Regions from separate parts of the Mus musculus genome. Here region 2 is linked to region 1. Evidence: chromatin contacts called from public promoter capture Hi-C data. All regions are on one chromosome and are shown on one strand. Each heading gives the region's core, a stretch centred on a gene start, on an enhancer-like site or on the middle of the called end of the contact. The rest is flanking DNA. Distances are from core to core; before and after follow the strand shown. Region 1 holds the start of Zfp469 (zinc finger protein 469). Region 2 holds the start of Trim67 (tripartite motif-containing 67).

The links. Promoter capture Hi-C pulls out the DNA fragments that hold promoters and counts their contacts.
Region 2: a promoter capture Hi-C map of liver shows a contact between it and region 1, with 3 times the contacts expected there. The contact joins the promoter of Trim67 here to the promoter of Zfp469 in region 1. A contact is called at or near these places in 2 of 39 promoter capture datasets (both in liver).

What each region holds. Positions count from the first base shown.
Region 1 is chr8:122,228,562-122,232,339 of GRCm38.p6, reverse strand. It overlaps Zfp469 (zinc finger protein 469), which reads right to left and starts at 2,066. Exons shown (of 3, transcript NM_001362883.1): 1 at 1,929-2,066.
Region 2 is chr8:124,791,034-124,794,811 of GRCm38.p6, reverse strand. It overlaps Trim67 (tripartite motif-containing 67), which reads right to left and starts at 1,793. Exons shown (of 10, transcript NM_198632.2): 1 at 1-1,793. The coding sequence starts at 911. Gm46059 (a long non-coding RNA gene) reads left to right here and starts at 2,425. Exons shown (of 3, transcript XR_001778718.2): 1 at 2,425-3,508; 2 at 3,671-3,778.

The sequences.
Region 1 (3,778 bases), core at 817-3,316:
AACAAGAAGCAGATGCAGTCCAGTACCTGGCCACCTGCTTCCATCGGCTGGAGCCCAGGACCAGCCAGGTTTAGTGACTTGCCCAAGGCCATGCTACCTGCCACACTTGCCCCTGGCCTGGGTATACCTGTGCAAGTATGCCCCTCCTCCACACCGTTGCAGCTCTAGAGGAGAAAGCAGACCCAGAAATGGAATTCTTCCCAAGATGGATTGGGGGTTGGCCCAGAAGCCCAGGCTGCACATAAGTTTCAGTGTGTGGCCTGGCCTCTGCTTCCAGGCCATGTCAGTACTTAGCAAGGGCACGCAGAGAAAGACCCAGGGCTTGCTTCCCAAAGCAGGTGGCAGGACACTTCCTGGCTTGCAATGCCAAGTTGTAAAAGGTACATGCTCCAAAGACTTGGTGGGGAGTGACATACCACTAACTTCTCCAAGGCAACTGTGGCAACTCCAGGCTTACTGTGTCGCCTGTCACTCCAGGTGATTGACAGCTAGGGGCTTGGGCTGAAACGGATCCTCCAGTAGCGGCAGGACAGAAGGCTCAGGCTGCTGTGAAGGAGTGAGAGGCCATCGCTGGGGGCATACAAGCAGCCACTGACCTGGGTCGGTGGAGGGTGGGGTCTTGTGGAGACTAAATCACTGACACTGTAAGCTCATGACTTCAGAGCTCTCTTTGGCTCTCCCACGGCCTCTACAATGCCCTGGGATACTGACAGCCTGGAGTCCACTTGCTTTGTCTCACCTTATCTCCCAGACTGAAGAAACCCTGTGCCGTCCTCTGCTGCCTTCTCCCATTCACAATAAGGAAGACACACTCTGTTGGCTCTGCCCAGTTGTTTGGGACCTGCCAGGCCAAGCTTATGGCAAAAGGGACCTGCCAGGCAAGCTTATGCCATCCTGAAGGGACTGCTGGCCAGCTGCTGCTCTCCCCGACTGGCCCCGTCAATATGCCCAAGCATTTTGCCCGCTTGTCTGTTATTTTCCGGACTTGGGTGTTGGCTGAGTAAAGACGGTTGGGACAGTGCAGGACACAGAGGCCTCGACACACCTTTGTCCCTCTAACAGGGGGAACTGGACCAGAGTCAACTGGCAGTGTGGCTCTGGACTGTCAGCACCTCTGCTGCTTTCCAGCTGTGCAACACAGGCCACTCTGACCCTCTTCATCTAGAGCACGGGGTTCCACCCATTTCACTAGGAAGATTAAATGCAGTAGTAACACGTGGCACAGTCCCCACACAGCCGGCTCAGAGGAGCCCGAAGAAAAGCCATCAACTGTCTCAGCTGGAGCCCGAGCCCCACTCAGCAGCCCGGCTGTTCCGCTTTCCTGTCTGCTATGCACATCCCTGCTTCTACCCTGGGGTCTCGGGTGCAGGACAGGGTCCAGGCCGCCACTGGAAGTCCGATTGAATCCCGCTACGATACCCTCCCCTTCCCACCATCGCCACGAGGGGCGCAGTGTCTCCGCGGTCGGCTTAGCTTAACTCCGTGGACTCCTCCAGCGGAGCTGCCCCAAAGCACAGGGTGGGTGGGGGCGCGATGGGCCTCCTGGCGGAAGCAAGAGCGTGGTGACCCTCAAGTCCGCTAGCCGGACCCCATCCCGCCCGCGGAATCAGACCTTAGGGGGTCCCGAGCGGGCGGCGGTGGAGTAGCATACGAACGGTTCCAAGTCGCAATGAATGAGTTACCGCTTCACCTCCCGCAGCCCCGTGGCTCCGACTCCCCTGGGCTCTGGTGATGCTTGCTCTGTGCTTCGCAACTCGCGGGCGACATCCCCAACAGCTCTCTCAGGGGCTGGGCCAGGCAGCCCCGAGTTCGGTACTCGGCGCCTGCAGCTCGTCTCACCGTGTGTCGGAACCCGAGGCCAGCCGTGCGCCTGGAGGGCAGCGCGGTGACCGCACCCGTCCCTGATCACCCCAGCGACGCGCACTCACCTCCGCCCCGGCCGCGCGTAGCTCCAGTTCCCGGGACGCGCGGGGCGCCCGCGCCCGGACCGCGTAGCCCCAGCGCTCATCCCCGCCCGCAGCGCCCCGGCCGCCCGCCCGCCCGTCCGCCGGGCACCGAGCCGCCGCGCTGCGCCTGGGGCGGGGTGCGAGCAGAGGGCCGCCTCCCGGGCCGGTCCGCGGGCAGCGCTCGCGCGGAGGCCGGACGCACAGCAGCGCCCCGGCTTGGGTTACACGCTTGCGCCCCCCCCCCCCCCCGCCCCGCCCCGGCTATTTTTAGCACGGCTTTTCCTAGGTGTTGGTTTCATGTGATCCACCTAGCCACGCCGGCCTGGTGGGAAACTCTCTCCCCGGTCACCAACCCTCTCCCCCCACAACACGCTCCTTGGCCAGTTCTACAGCTGGCACGCCGCTGGGCGGAAAGCCTGGCTTCAGCGCAACTTCGGAAACGGCTGCCACCATTCCACCGTGTGGCTTCCAGTCGCAGCTCTATCCATCCTTCGCTCCTCCCAGTCCCTGGGCCACCAAAAGCAACTAAACCTCTTCCTCTGGCTTCTGTCCCGGAAGGTTAGGGCCCGGGCCATAGCTGACACCTGTTTAGGGGAAAATTCAGGTTAAGCCTCCCCCTACCCCCCAGTACATAAGTCTGACACTCTAAGGTGCTGCGGCCTGGAGTAGATGTCCAGCGGGCTTCTGTCATAACACAGAGCTCGAAGTCATCAACCTTGGTGGCTTCCTACTGGGCCATCATCCAGCCTGGGGATGAGCACACTGGAACGTAGTGGGGACCGAAGGAGCTATTTAGGTCTCTAGAGACGGAGGGGCACCTTTAAGATCATCTGACAAAATGCCACATCTAACATGAACCCAAGCTTCACAGATCAGGAATCTGCCAGAGGCCACACAGCTGGAAGAGCTTATGTTAAGATGTTCAGCTCAGCATGAGGGTTCAATGCCCCAGCATTGAGTAAAAAGGCAAGGTGTGGCGTGTATTTGAACCCAGTGCTGGGGAAGCAAGAGCCAGGCAGATCCCTGGGGCTAGCTGGCCAGGCAGCTTAATTTACTCGGTGAGCTCCAGGGTAACCTGTCTCCATAACAAAGCGGACAGCACCTGAAGCCGACCTCTGGTCTCCACGCACACACGTACACGATGTGAGCTCACAGCCCCAGGTCCTGAGAGAGAGAAGATCACTGACTCCACTTTAGATGAACTGGATCACTGACCATTGATCTGTGGGCTTCTCAACAGGCGGGGGTACTTCACGGAAAGAGACCCTGTCAGAAAGAGCCCTTCCACAGCTCCCACCCCCAGTAGGTCTAGCTGCCACTCAGAAGTTCCAGTTTCACTCCTGGGAACACCTTTATCATGCAAAGCAAGGCTGGGCGCAGGCTTCCAGGATGCTTCCTGGGAAACTCCTGGCCTTGGGCAGGTCCCAAGGCCTATGCTGAACCACTCACTTGTGAATGGCCCTGAGCTGCAGTGTGCTGCAGGGCAAAGCTGATCTTCCTGGGACTGTGCAGTGTGGCATGTGACAGTGAGTGAGCCCGAAGGGGATGCAAATGTGAATAGAATCTGGGTTGAGAGGCCCCCACCCTGCCCTGCACCCCAGCTCTGGAATTCTGATCACATTTCCGCAGTATCATTCTGGGCCTGTGGACCCAGGATCTCTTGCTCCTCAGAAAACATCCAGGAAGGGTCTGAGAAACTAACTGTGAGTGGAGGAATACCCCAGCTACCAGGCTTCCCAGTCCCTACTGCTGGGGTCCCACCCACCCGGGAGACCTTGGAAGACATATCTGTTTTAACTTTAAGGAAGGCCAAGATTTCAAAATATACCAGT
Region 2 (3,778 bases), core at 544-3,043, 2.6 Mb before region 1:
CTCACGCAGTACATGCTGTAGTTCTCCATCTCGTGCTCGGGACATGTGGGGAACTTTCGCGGCGCGCTGGCCCCGGCACCCCCTGGGCTCCTGCATCCTCCTGCGCTGGAGGCAGTGGAAGTGCCTGTAACAGCAGGGGTAGCCTCTGGGGGTGTGGGCGGCGGCGGTGGCTGAACTAGCCGATGCTTAGCGAAGGGGCCCCGGGACGGGTGGCACTTGAGCTGGCAGGTGGCGCAATAGAGCACGTCGCATTGCTCGCAGAGAGTGGCTGCCGGCTCCGGTGGGGTGCGGTCGCACAGCTGGCAGATGGCCACCGCCGGGGCTGCAGCCGCCCCCGGAACAACCCCACGGCCCTGCTGGTACCGCTGCACAATGCCCTCCAGTAGCCGGTTGCGCTGGAAGCCTCGCAGGCCGCGGTGATCCAAGGAGGCGCTGCGGTGGCACTGCGGGCAGGTGATGGAGCTGGAGGACGAGCAGAGCGAGGAGCAGGCGGCGCCTCGGGCCGCGGCGGCCGAAGAGCCCGGGGGCGCAGGCACCATGGGCAGCACGCGGACTCCATTGGGGGACTTGAGGCTGGGGGTGTAGGAGCCATAGCCGCTGTCAGTCTCGCTGTACAAGCTCAGCTTGTCCGCGTGGTCTCCGCCACCGGTCGCCCCGCCGCCTAGGCCTCCGGCTGTGTTAGCTCCCGCGCCTCCGCTGGTCGCGCCGGCGGCTGCGTCCTGATCCGGAGGGGTTGCGGCGGCGGCGGCACCTCGCGAAAGAAGGAGCGGCGGGGGCAGGTGCTGCTCGCCGTCCGGGGTCTGAACCGCGATAGTGCGGGCGCACGGCAAGCAGACATTGTGAGAGCAGGGCAGGATGATGGGTTCCCGGAACAGGGATCCGCACACTGGGCACTTCAGCTCCTCCTCCATCGCCGCGCCCGCGGCCAGAGCCGCTCGGGACCAGCCAAGAATGGTCAAGGCTCCGAAGACAAGCGCAGCTGGGCTGGCGATGTCAGCGCTCTTGAGTCAGGAGGCGGGGGTATTTCACGGGCATGCTGTCTTCACCCGAGGGTGGCACGCCCCCTCTCTGTCCTCAGGCCACCGCCCTAAGACGCTTGGCCGCCAGAGAAAGGAGGGGTCCTCACCTCCTGAAGGCGAGGCTCCCTCACCGGAGGCAGCCGTCTGAAGGTGGCGGGGAGCCCTCGCGGTGGCCTCCGAGGTTGTCCAGGTGTTGAATAGGCAGCAGTAGCGCCGTCCGGGGTACCTCGTGCCTCCACTCCACGAAGGACCAGTGACCCGCTGCTGTGAGCCAGCAAGGCTACTGAGCCCGACTCCGCAGCGCCGCTGCCCCGAGTCTTCTTTCTGCGAGCGCCCCGCCCCTACCCAGCTCTTGGCCAGTGCCCGAGTGGCGGGGCCAGGGCTGGTTCAGCACCACCAGACGGCGGACAGCGCCCGCGAGAGGATGGGCCCGGAGTCCGCGCCCGTCCCCCCTCCCGCGCGCATCCTCCGCCAGGCTGCTGTGCAGCCGCGGCCACCTCGGCATCCCCCGGCCCGGAGACCGTCGCCGTACCGCTGCTCGGGCCGCTGCTCTCTGAGCTGCCTCCTCGTAGGCCGGTATTGAGCAGCGTCCCAGGCTGGCCTCGCCGGCTCCGGTTCCTGCAGCGCCCCTGACCTTGGCCGCGCCACGCTGCAGCGGCGGGTGGGGGGCGAGCACCCGCTGGCTCGGGAATCCCCCTCCCGGCCCCACCGCCTCCCGCGCCCGCCCGCCCGCCGTGCCGCGCGCCCAGGAGTTGTAATTTCCAGAGCGAGAGTAACGGGGCGGGGGGCGGGGAGCCAGGCGTCAGCTCAGCGAATGAGGGCTCGCCTCTCGCGGCTGGCAGTCAGGGGCGGGTCGGAGGGCTTCGTGGGGAGGATCATTGTGGAGAACTGCTCCGTTACGGATGGAGACTGCACGGTGAATTAGCACGGCGCCCCGCCCAGCTTGCCAGAGCAACCCTGGCCAGCTCCCGCCCTGCCCACTCCTCGCCACCATGAAAGCGTAAACAGCGGTCCCTAAAAGGCCAGTCGCTTGAAAAAGGCCTCGCAACACAGCGCGACAGTCGGTTCCTAAATCTATTTCCTCCCCGCAAAAAGCTTTCAAGGCACAAAATGTCGGACAGCCTCGCGCCAAAGGGCGAGGTTTGATTTATGCATCTTTTTACAAGCCTTTTTTTTTTTTTTTTTTTGTCTCCTTGGTTCTACTGGGGCTAGTCGTGGAAGATGAGGGCCGGAGGACTTGGCGAGGACACGGTGAAGGTTGCCAAATACAACCTCCCCAGGCTGCTCGCGAGTGCGGAGAGGCGGGAGGCAGCGAGCAGGTGTTCTCTTTATGAATGGGAGCTTCCTGCAACGTCGCCGCCCGCGCGCCTGGCTGCCGTCTGCCCGCTGTTCTGCGCTGGGTAGTGCCGGCTGCCCAGAGAAAGGAAGTACGCGCTGGGCATAGAGCTAAGGGCGAGCCCTGGAAGGGAAGAGCGCGTGGAGCGAAATGCGCACCACGCGGCCCTCTCTTCCTGTGCGATTCAAGCTGGCTTGGAACAGACAAGGAAATTGTCGATTTAGAAAGGATGTGTCAGTCAGCGTGCTGGCTCGTGCTTGTAATTCTAGCACTTGGGAGGCCTAGGCAGAAGGATTGCTATGAGTTCAAGGCCAGCTTGGGCTACATAGTAATTTCCAAGCTAGTCTGGGTGTTACATAGTAAGACTCTGCTGAACTGAAACAAACAAAAAAAAAAAAACAGCAACCGTGGCGCAGACTCCTGCTGAAGGAATGCAGGGCCCCAGCCACTGTCAGCATTTGGAAAGATAGCAGGAGGAGAGAAATGAAGCCACAGACTAATGAGGCAGCTGCCTTGGCCTGGCTCTGTGCCTAAGGGATAGAACCTCTGGTGGAAGGGAGGTCACCAGGAAAGCCATTGCAAAGCACCCCAGTGAAGCCCATATCTTTACAGGACTTCCGGGGTCCTGCAGCTTGCTTCCACCTGTCCAGTCTGGAAAATACTATAACAATATATATATGTGTCCGTGCCAAATTGTTACAGTAAATGCTCTGGACTACTTTCTATGCATCTCAGTTCAGCTGAATGGCTTACAGAAGTCTGGCTCCATGTTTAAGGGTAGGCTCCTGCTAAACCGGACATCCCAATTAGCCCTGCTTCAGGAAGCAGTGCTGCACGGTGGGGGTGGGGGTGGGTATGGAGGCGGCAACTGTCCTAATCCACTCTCTGTAGATGAAGCTTCAGTCACCTGGTCCTGCCAGCAATACACTGAAAAAAAGAAATTCTTCAGAAAGTCACTATTGATCCTAAGGTCTAGGAGAGTCACAACTTGGGTTATTGAAAGCTCTTCAAGAAGCTGGAAGGTGGTGGTGCACGCCTTTAATCCAAGCACTCAGGAGTCAGAGGCAGGTGAATCTCTGAGTTAGAGGCCAGCCTGGTCTACAGAGCGAGTTCCAGGAGAACCAGGGTATACAGAGAAACCCTGTATCAATAAGTAAGTAAGTAAATAAATAAATAAATAAATAAATCCTTTCTGCTGAACCCAGCTACCCAGCTCAGTCTGCCCTGGGACCAACTGGAATTCATATCTCTTAAAAACCTCATGATTTTATAGTAAGCACAGTAAGTGACTCCTGTTTCTCTTTGTCTTTTTCAGACCTGGGTAGCCTACTTAGGCTTGGACAGGGTGGCACTTTTAGCCAAGCGTGTGTGTCTCTGCACATGCAAGACATACTGTGAAACCACTCCTAGCTTGGCCTATAGT